Linked DNA regions of Sus scrofa: regions 1 and 3 are each linked to region 2. The links are chromatin contacts, called in public Hi-C maps. All regions are on one chromosome and are shown on one strand. Each heading gives the region's core, a stretch centred on a gene start, on an enhancer-like site or on the middle of the called end of the contact. The rest is flanking DNA. Distances are from core to core; before and after follow the strand shown. Region 1 holds the start of SPON2 (spondin-2). Region 2 holds the start of UVSSA (UV-stimulated scaffold protein A). Region 3 holds the start of CTBP1 (C-terminal-binding protein 1).

Region 1 (2,919 bases), core at 101-2,600, 120 kb after region 2:
CCCATGTGTCCTGAGTGTCCTCTCAGGCATGCTCTTGGCAGACATACCGCCACCAAAGGACGTGCCCCTGGCCACCCTCCTCCCGGCCCCGCCCGGGTCCCAGCCTTCAGTCTCCACCAGCAGCACACGGAGGTGGAGCCCCGGGGTGGTGGAGGGGAGCCTCCTGTAACATGGGGCCAGCCCCAAGGCCCCCACTGTTGAGGCTGCGCCTGAGCCAGCAGGGGGTGGGGGTGGGGTCCAGGCCCACCTCCCACGTCTCTCCAAGGACAGGTCGTGAGCAGACACTCGGCCCTTTCCACTCGTGCCCTCTCCAGGGTGTAGGGACTCCCCAGGAGCCCCGAGGCACACCCTGGCGTCCAGCCAGCGTCCCTCGTGTCGCGTCGGCCCAAGGCGGGCCTTTCTGCGGGACGCCCACCAGCGCCTCCGGCCGGGTCCCCCAGGCAGACAGACAGACAGACAGACAGCCACCCGAGCCGCTTCCTCGCAGAGGCTCTTTTTGAAAAAGATGGTTGTTTCTGTAAATCTCTTCTGTTTATGCTGCTGCGTAATCAGTTTATTTTCACTCTAAAGTGAGTCAGTAAAAGTGTCCTGAGTGTTTCCATGAGGGTCCCCAACAGGGCGAGGTCGGCTGATGTCACCCCCCGACACAGGCGCTCCTGGGGTCTGTGATTTTTCGGAGCGTAAGGGGTCCCACCAGGCTGGGGAACCACCAAGGCGGACTCTGCCTGCGGCCTGAGGCCCGGGTTTGCAGCCCCTTTCCCACAGGCATGTCATTTCCTTGAAACACGGTTCGATCGTTTGCTTTTGTTTGCATTCTATTCTTGTTGATTCTGTTTCTTTTCTCTCTTTGGGGGAACATGTAAACCATTACCATGGCTTCAGAATTCAGAGCGCTTTCTTCCAAGCTTTAAAGCTCCCTGGGAGGCTCCCGCGAGTGAGACCACTCACCGCCTTGGCTTCCCAGCTCCTGACCCCGTGACCAGGGTCTGGGAGCATTTTCCAGACTCTGCCACGGCCCCTGCTGCCTCCCTGAGTCCCTGGGGCTCTCCCCCAAGGAGGACGCCGGGGGCCTGGGGAGGGGGCGGGCAGCTGCGGGGTTCTGATGCCCCTCGGAGGGACAGTGGCCAGCAGCTTGGCCAGCACGGCCACTCCGCACCGCCCTGTGAACCGGAAGGAGGCAGCAGGGCTTGCTGAACCCAAAGCCCAGGGCCGGACACCTCCCCTGCTGCCCCCCAGCTGGGACCGCATCTGCCAAGGGGCCCCCTCGTCCCACCCCGTCCTGAGGGCGGCACGCACTGGCTGCGCAGCCCGGCTCTCCCTGCTGGCTTTGGCACCACCTCTAGGGAGACACTAGGAAGGGCCTGATGGGAAGGAGGGGACTGGGGGGAGGGGAGGGCCAGGGGAAGACAAAGGAAGGGGTGCGGCGAGTGGCCCCCGCCCAGGGGAGGAGTGACCTCAGCCCGAGCGGCATCTGTTCGGCGTCAGAGGCCGGCGGGCGGCCAGGCGCTCCGGCACCCAGCCCCTTCCTCTCCCTCTCCCCGCGTCCCATCCAGCGCTCTCCGCGGTGGAGGCCCTGGGGCCTCATTGGCCGCCCGGGCGCTGACCGCGGCATAAATTGGAGCTCTGGGCGCCTGCGGGGACCTTTGGCCGCCCACAGCCCGGCTGCCAGCCCCTCCCGTCGGTCCTGCTGGGTGAGTACTGCATGTGCGTGTGCCGCCCTCCCAGCTCTGTCCCCCAGCTCAGAAACCCGCAGCACCCCAGGAGGGGCCTGCGTGTGCCACCGCGTCAGGGCGCAGCAGTCCCCAGGCTCTCTCAGACGCCAGATGCAGAGGCGTGTGGCCGGGGAAAGCCGCCGGGCGCCGAGCCGCTCTGAGCTGCCGTGCCAGGCGTGACCTGCCAACACCGGCTTTCCAGCCTCGGGGTCAGGAGCCCAGACGGGAGCACGGGGGTGTGCCCGGCACCCCCGTGTGTCAGGACCGCGGCGCAGCGAGGGCCCTCCTTCTCCCCGCAGGTGATGGGAACCGTGAGTGCGGTCGCCCCCCGGGCCCGCGCCCTCTGGGCCCTCCTCCTGGCCTCTCTTGGCACCGCTGCCGGGCAGCCGCTGGGAGGAGAGTCCGTGTGCACGGCCCAGCCCCTGGCCAAGTATGGCATCACCTTCACGGGCAAGTGGAGCCAGGCGGCCTTCCCCAAGCAGTACCCGCTGTTCCGCCCGCCCGCGCAGTGGTCTGCCCTCCTGGGTGAGTGCCGCCCCACCTCCACATGTCCTGCAGGAGGGCCTGTCACCCGACGGGCGCCCTGCACGTCACAGTTTTGAGGGCACGCTCACCCAATGCACCTCGATGCGAGAAGCGCCTGCTAAGCGCCTACTGTGTGCCGGCAGCAGTGTCCTGGGCTTGGGGATGTGGCGGGGCAGCACGGCCAGGGTCAGGGGAAGGGCCCACTGGACGCTGGTCACGCGGCCAAGGCACCGGGCAGGGTGAGGCCCCCCGCAAGGCGTCCACCCGCGTGCGTGACAGGTGGCCGTGCTCGGGCCCAGTGGAGGAGGGTCAGCGTCCCGGCCTGGGCGGCGGCTCCGGCTCACGCAGCCGCGTCCCCAGGGGCAGCGCACAGCTCTGACTACAGCCTGTGGAGGAAGGACCAGTATGTCAGCAATGGGCTGAGGGACTTCGTGGAGCGGGGCGAGGCCTGGGCCCTGATGAGGGAGATGGAGGCGGCCGGGGAGAAGCTGCAGAGCGTGCACGGCGTGTTCTCCGCCCCCGCCGTGCCCAGCGGCACCGGGCAGACCTCCACGGAGCTGGAGGTCCACTCCAGGCACTCGCTCGTGAGTGGGGAGGTGCCGGGGGGGGGGCGTGGGCGGGGGGGGGGGCGCCCACTGAGCACTCGGCCCCAGGTGTCCTTCGCAGTCCGCATCATTCCCAG
Region 2 (3,026 bases), core at 6-2,505:
GTCACCGTGAAAGGCTGAACCTCAGACGTACTTGCAAATCTTCTTCAGCTCCTTCATCTTCCCAGGACTCAGCTGGGGTTCTCCCGACATCGTGAGCTCTTCCACCAACTTTGAGAGCTGCTGCTCCATGTGTAGAAATGCGGAGCACAGAGGTGCTAAGCAACTACCTGTAGGGGCACGCGGTACTTCAGGGCTCTTGACTTTATTAACGACTGTGTGCTGGGCTCTACTGCATGCTGGGCACTGGGACATGGGTGCAAGGCTGGGTCCTCACGGCCTGGCCTCTGCCAGATGAACCTCCTGGACCATCTCACAGGGGTTGCTGTGTTTCTGTGAAATACCACAATTCAAGGCGAGATGCCAGGCCGGGCCAAGGACTCTGGGGGAGTAATTAAGAAAAGGACAATAACTCTCACGCTGAGCGGGGCAGAGGCTGCAGTCAAGGCTCTGTCCCACCCATCCCGAGTTAAGGGAAGGAACGGAACTGTCTGCGTTACGTTTAAATCAGTTTTCCACACGACTGCCGCGGCGCCTCTTCCCTGCCAACTCTGCTATTCACCCGCAGGCCACAGGCAGCCTCCAGAGAGCAAAGCCAGTGGCTGCGACTTGACCACCGCGCGGGGCGCCGCCCAGAGACCGGTGTCCAGGAGGCCAAGGCGCCCGCGCAGCAGGTGCGCAGGCAGGAAGGGGCCGGGTCGCTCAACGCCCACGGGGGCACGGGTGGCCAGGACGCCTGGGGGGCCGTAGGGCTCAGCTTCATTGGGCGGAAGGAGGGACGGACGGGGCAGGTGTGCCCAGCCTCCCCCGGCGCGCTCGCCAACGGTAACGTGTAGGGTCACGACATGGGCTCAATACACCCGCGGCGGCCGAGGCCAGGGTCCCTCTCTCGAGCACACCCCCAGCACCGCGCGGCCCAAGGACCCGTCGGGCCGACCTGCGGGTGCGTGGGGAGCCCCGGCGGCGGGGAGGCGGGGCCGGGAGCAGCGTCCGGGGAGGGGTGCAGGAGGGGCGTCCCGCGAGAAGGCGCGCCCTCGGACCCCGCCCCGCCGCCCCTTCCCCCTGCCCCTTCCCCCCCCAGCGGCGCGGCGACCTCGGCACCTACCGCGCGACCAGGCCGCTCGCCTCGCCCCGCCCTTCCGGCGAAGGGCCCGCCCCCGTCACGTGCCCCCGATCGCTGCAGTGGTTGGCTCGCTCCGGCCCCGGCGGCGCGAGGGCGAAGGTCGGCGCGGCCAGGACCGCATCGACCGGGCGACGCCGCCGCCGCTGTCACGCTAGCCCGCCCCTTCCGGTGGGGGCCCCGCCCACGCCTGTCACATGACCCCGAGCGACGGCGGGCCCTGACCCGGGAGGCGCGGATGCCGGGTCGCGGCCGAAGTCTGCGCGGTGACGCAGGCGCGCTCCCGGCGGGGGCGGGGCCGCTGGGGAGAGCGACGCGCGAGAAAAAGGAGGCGGGCGGGCGCAGCAAGTCCTTAAAGGGGCCGCGTGCGCGGGCCAAGGGTGGGGCGGGCCTGAGGGGTGCGAACGCGGCCTCCTCCGCGCGACCGCTGGAAGGGTGGCGGTGCTCGGGTCAGCCCCCGCGACAGGGCGTCCGGACGGGCACCGCTCGGAGGGCCCGAATGGGGACAGGGTGGAGGCGGGTGCCCCCAGCCCTCCGCCGAGGGTTGCGACCCTGCTGTCGGCAAAGAGCGTCGGCTGCGCGGCTGTGTTTCCCAGGTCCGAGGGCCGCGCAGGGAGCGGTGTCCGGGGCACCCTTCCAGGCCTGTTTCCCGCCCGCCCGGTGGTCCCACGAAACGGAGGCGGGGGCTCCTCGGCTTGGGCATTTGCTCCTCACGCAGCCGGGGACCCCAAGTGCCAGGTGATGCCCCCGAGCCAGTGGACCGCCGTGGGCCAGCCGCCGGGACATGTGCACCAGGTGTTCTCCCGCCCGCCGCTTCCCGCCTCCCAGCCCCGGGCGCCCGGCCCTCTGTTGGGCTCTGCGCCGCAGCCCAGGGCCTCCACACCGGCCGCGCCCCCGCTCTTGTTTCTGCCTTCCCTTGGCAGGCCCGCTTGGCTCTCAGTGCCCACGGCACCAGCACAGACGGGCGCCAGGGAGCGAGCGAGTTGGGGGTTTTCAGGGCCGGGGAGGGGCAGAGTGGAGCGAAGGCACTGAAGACGGGCACCTCCCGGAAGGTGGACGTCGCGGCCATGGCACAGGCCTTCGTGCAGCGGTGGAGACAGCCCCGTGCCCCTCAGGTGACGGGGCAGAGTGGGCCTGCCTTCAGCCAAAACCGGCTGCAGCACTGGTGCGCTTCAACAGGGGTTCGCCTTCAAAACAGGACACTAGGTGAAAGGAGGCCGTCACAAAGGCCAGATGGAGGGTGAGGCCATTTAGACGGCAATGCTTGCAAAAGGCAAGTCCAAAGCAGACTTGTCACCCGTGTGGGCTGCTGTCGGGGTGAAGGGAAGCAGCTGCTGATGGCCGCAGAGGTTCTTTTTTGGGGTGACAAACATGATCTAGACTTTTTTTTAATGGTTTTTATTTTTTCCATTGTAGCAGGTTTACATGATCTAGACTTTTTTGGCCACTCCCCAGGCATGCTTAAATTCCCAGGCCGGGGATGGAACCTGCACCACAGCAGTGACAATGCTGAGTCTTCACCTGCTGGACCACCAGGGAGCTCCCGTGATCTGGAATTAGAAGTGGTTGCCCATCTCATCACCATACTAAACCTGGCGTTGTACACGTTGAAAGGGTGGCTCTGTGACAGTACATCTCCATGAGCGGCTAAGAAAGAGGAGAGGAGTTCCTGTCATGGTTCCGTGGTTAACGAATCCAACTAGGAACCATGAGGTTGTGGGTTCGACCCCTGGCCTCCCTCCGTGGGTTAAGGATCTGGCATTGCCATGAACTGTGGTGTAGGCCACAGACGCAGCTCGGATCTGGCGTGGCTATGGCTGTGGTGTAGGCTGGCAGCTGCAGCTCTGATTAGACCCCTAGCCTGGGAACCTCCATATACTGTGGGCGTGGCCTAAAAAGACAAAAAAAA
Region 3 (3,070 bases), core at 489-2,988, 77 kb after region 2:
GCCACTCATAGGGACTGAGGGACACGGGTGACCTTGGGCAGGGGCTGCGAGGTGGACGGAGTGAGCAGGCCAGGACCTGGGACCCGGGACCCTTTGCTGCAGAAGCTGCAAGGCTTGCACCTGGGCAAACATCTCCTCCCGCAACAAATACAAAGAAACCACAAGGGACTAAAAATACCTGTGGGCAGGCAGGTGGGGCGGATTAGGGGCAGGAAGATACAAAAAGACTAAAAGCCCCATCGCCACTTCTGACGAGAGGAGATGGAGAGCAGAGCACCGTGCGGGCCTCCTGCGCACACAGTGCCACCCAAGACGTGGGCAGGCCACTTAAACCGCCCCTCTGGCCTGAACCCTGCACCCACCCCTACCCACACCCCATGTAAGGAGTCAGCCCGCCCCCCCCCCCGCCCCCTGGCCCCGTGGGCGAACAAGCAAGGGAACTGTGGTCTGCTGCCCACCCCGGCCCGTGCTGCAACCGGGGCGCCAGGAAAGCCTTGCCGGAGTTCACCTGTCGGCCACTTTCCAATTTCTATGGGTTAAGAAGGCCAAGGGCCCGGGATGGTACCAGAACAGGTATCAAGGGACACCTTGGGTCTCAGGCCGGGAGGTGCCAAGACAGGACAGGAAGAGCTGGCGGAGGCGGGCCAGACCACATCCGGGATCCTGCCCTGGACCACGCGGAGTGAGACAACGGGCGGGGTGTGTGCACAAGACAGGCGCCAGGTCTGGAATTCTGATCTTCCCTCCAAGACGCGTTTGGTGTCTGCGATTAGGAAAGTTCTCGAAGAGATTTGCTGAATGATCAACCACATCCTATTTTCTCATTTCCCCACATGTCCTAGTTAATCCAGTTTAGGAGGTGTTTTCATAGAGGCATAACATATCTTCAGAGAGGTTACAAGCATCTGTTTTACAGACAGACACCCAGTTCTCGTCACGCTTTCTTGCGTCCACTCACACTTCTCTGATTTATGGACTTTAAAGATGTATAGACAACAGGGTTGGTTTCAGGATGGCCCATCATGTTTCATCAACTGTACCAACACTTGAGTGCTGGTCACGGCTGTTGCCTTTTAAGGAAGTGATTTTTGGAGTTCCCGTTGTGGCTCAGTAGGTTAAGAACCCGACTAACAGCCATGAAGATGCAGGTTTGATCCCTGGCCTCGCTCCGTGGATTAAGGATCTGGCTTCCGATCAAGCTGCGGTGTAGGTCACAGATGCCGCTAGGATCTTGCGTTGCTGTGGCTGTGGTGCAGGCTGGCAGCTGCAGCTCTGATTTGACTCGTAGCCTGGGAACTGCCATGTGCTTTGGGTGTGGCCCTAAAAAAAAAAAAAAAATCTTTTTACCTGGGAAGAGAGTTATACCGCCCATCCTCATGGCCACCTCGTAGCAACGCAACTCCCAGGACAGTGTGGGTCTGGGGAGAAAGGTCTCCAGAGTCTCCTGGGCCCTGCCCCCGTAACCTCACCCGGGAGACCTGGTTAGCTCCCACCCTGAAAGCCCCCATGACCCTTGGGTGGCAGGTCCCCTCTGGACTCTGGAACTAAGCCCAGGTGCTCTCTCTGGGGCTGAGGCGGTGCTCACCCTGACACCTGCTTCAGCCACATCTGGCTGCTTCCCAGGGACCCCACCCCCACCCCAGACCTAGGCAAGTCCCTGCCCTTGGCTTCGAGCAGCTGTCCTGGGGACTCCTGTCCAGGCTGCTCCGCCCAGACACGCCCTCCTCGGTCCCTGGAACCCAAGCACAAGGCCAGGGTTTCCCAGAGAAACCCTCCCGCGTTTGTGCCGCTGCCTCCCACGACCTTGCAGCCGCCAGGAGTCCAAAGGACATTCAAACCACCGGTACCCAGAAGCGCATTCGCTCGCCCAGCCGCCAGCAGGAAGGTGCGAGACCGGTGCGGCCCCGAGGGTGCGGATGACAGCAAGTTCAGCCCATCAGTCAAGGCCCAGTGGATTACAAGCAGGTGGGGCCTGGCAGGTTCAGGGCTGGTGAACGTGGGGGCAGGTGGGATCTGGAGGGTTCGGGGCAGGTGCGTGTGCGGGCAGGCGGGGCCTTGGGGCTTCTCAGCAAGTGAGTCTGCATGTGCTGGGCAGGTGCATGTGCGGGTGCGGGGCGGCGCGGCCGGCGGGGGCGGGGGAGCCCGCAGGCCGGGCGCGGCGGGCGCGGCGGGCGGGGCGGGCGGGCGCGGCCTGCAGCCGTCCGCGTGGTCCTGCGCGGCGCCCGCGCCTGGAAACAGGAGGCCGCCGCGCCGGAAGCCCCGCCCGCGCGCGCGCCCTGTCCCCGCCCGGTGGAGCGGCTGCTGGCGCGGCGCGGCGGCTCGGCACGGCGGCGCCCGGCGCAGGCGAGCGGGTGGAGCAGCGGACGGCGCCCAGGCCGCCCCACGCGCCGGGCTCGCGGCGGAGCGCGCCGGACTCGTCGGAGCCCGCGGCCGCCCGCGCCTTTCAATGGGCAGCTCGCACTTGCTCAACAAGGGCCTGCCGCTCGGTAAGGCCGCGCGCGCGCATTTCCGGCCGCGGGGGCGGGGCGGGGCGGGGCCGCGGGGGCGGGCGGGGCGGGCGCGGGCCCGGCTTTGTGTGCGAGTGCGCGTGCGCGCCGGCGCCGGCGCGCCTCCGGCCGGGGGCGGGGCCCGGGAGCGCCGCGCGCGTGCGCGTGCTGCTGCGTGCGAGTGCGCGTGCGCCGCCGCCCGACCCGCCTGCGCAGGTGACACAAAGGGGCGCGGGGGCCCTGGGACCCCCGCACCCAGGGTGCAGGCCCCGCCAGGCTGGCGCAGCCCTTGCTGGTGGGGCCCTGCGGAGCGGTCTGGCGCGCCGATCGGGGACCCGGCGTCGCTCGTGGCCGGACTGCGGAGCCGAAGCGGCCCTCCGCGAATCCGCGGCGCGGTGTCTTCCCTCACGCTTTGCTCGCCCTTTCGATCCCCACCGGCTTATGAAACGTCCGAAGTGCTGCGTCTGCCGAGGCGGCGCCCTTCCCGCTCACCAGGCGGAGGTGGCAGCAGGGCGCCCGCCTCCTTCTCTGAGCCTGTCTGTTTCCACCTGAGTACCTAGAGTGGTGTGACCCGCTTCTGTTTG

The links. A called contact is a pair of places that touch in the nucleus more often than the background predicts.
Region 1: a contact with region 2 is called in a Hi-C map of skeletal muscle, with 4 times the contacts expected there. The contact joins the promoter of SPON2 here to the promoter of UVSSA in region 2. A contact is called at or near these places in 16 of 47 Hi-C or Micro-C datasets (alveolar macrophages, blood, embryonic fibroblasts and 8 more).
Region 3: a contact with region 2 is called in a Hi-C map of skeletal muscle, with 10 times the contacts expected there. The contact joins the promoter of CTBP1 here to the promoter of UVSSA in region 2. A contact is called at or near these places in 3 of 5 promoter capture datasets (fetal liver, fetal skeletal muscle and liver), 19 of 47 Hi-C or Micro-C datasets (blood, embryonic fibroblasts, fetal heart ventricle and 10 more) and 2 of 2 datasets of contacts at active chromatin or transcription factors (alveolar macrophages and skeletal muscle).

The regions. Positions count from the first base shown.
Region 1 is chr8:449,260-452,178 of Sscrofa11.1, reverse strand. It overlaps SPON2 (spondin-2), which reads left to right and starts at 1,350. Exons shown (of 6, transcript XM_021100861.1): 1 at 1,350-1,691; 2 at 2,012-2,237; 3 at 2,598-2,821; 4 at 2,891-2,919. The coding sequence starts at 1,365.
Region 2 is chr8:571,530-574,555 of Sscrofa11.1, reverse strand. UVSSA (UV-stimulated scaffold protein A) reads right to left here and starts at 1,255. Exons shown (of 14, transcript XM_021100878.1): 1 at 1,103-1,255; 2 at 32-167. The coding sequence starts at 129.
Region 3 is chr8:495,178-498,247 of Sscrofa11.1, reverse strand. It overlaps CTBP1 (C-terminal-binding protein 1), which reads left to right and starts at 1,738. Exons shown (of 10, transcript XM_021100867.1): 1 at 1,738-1,965.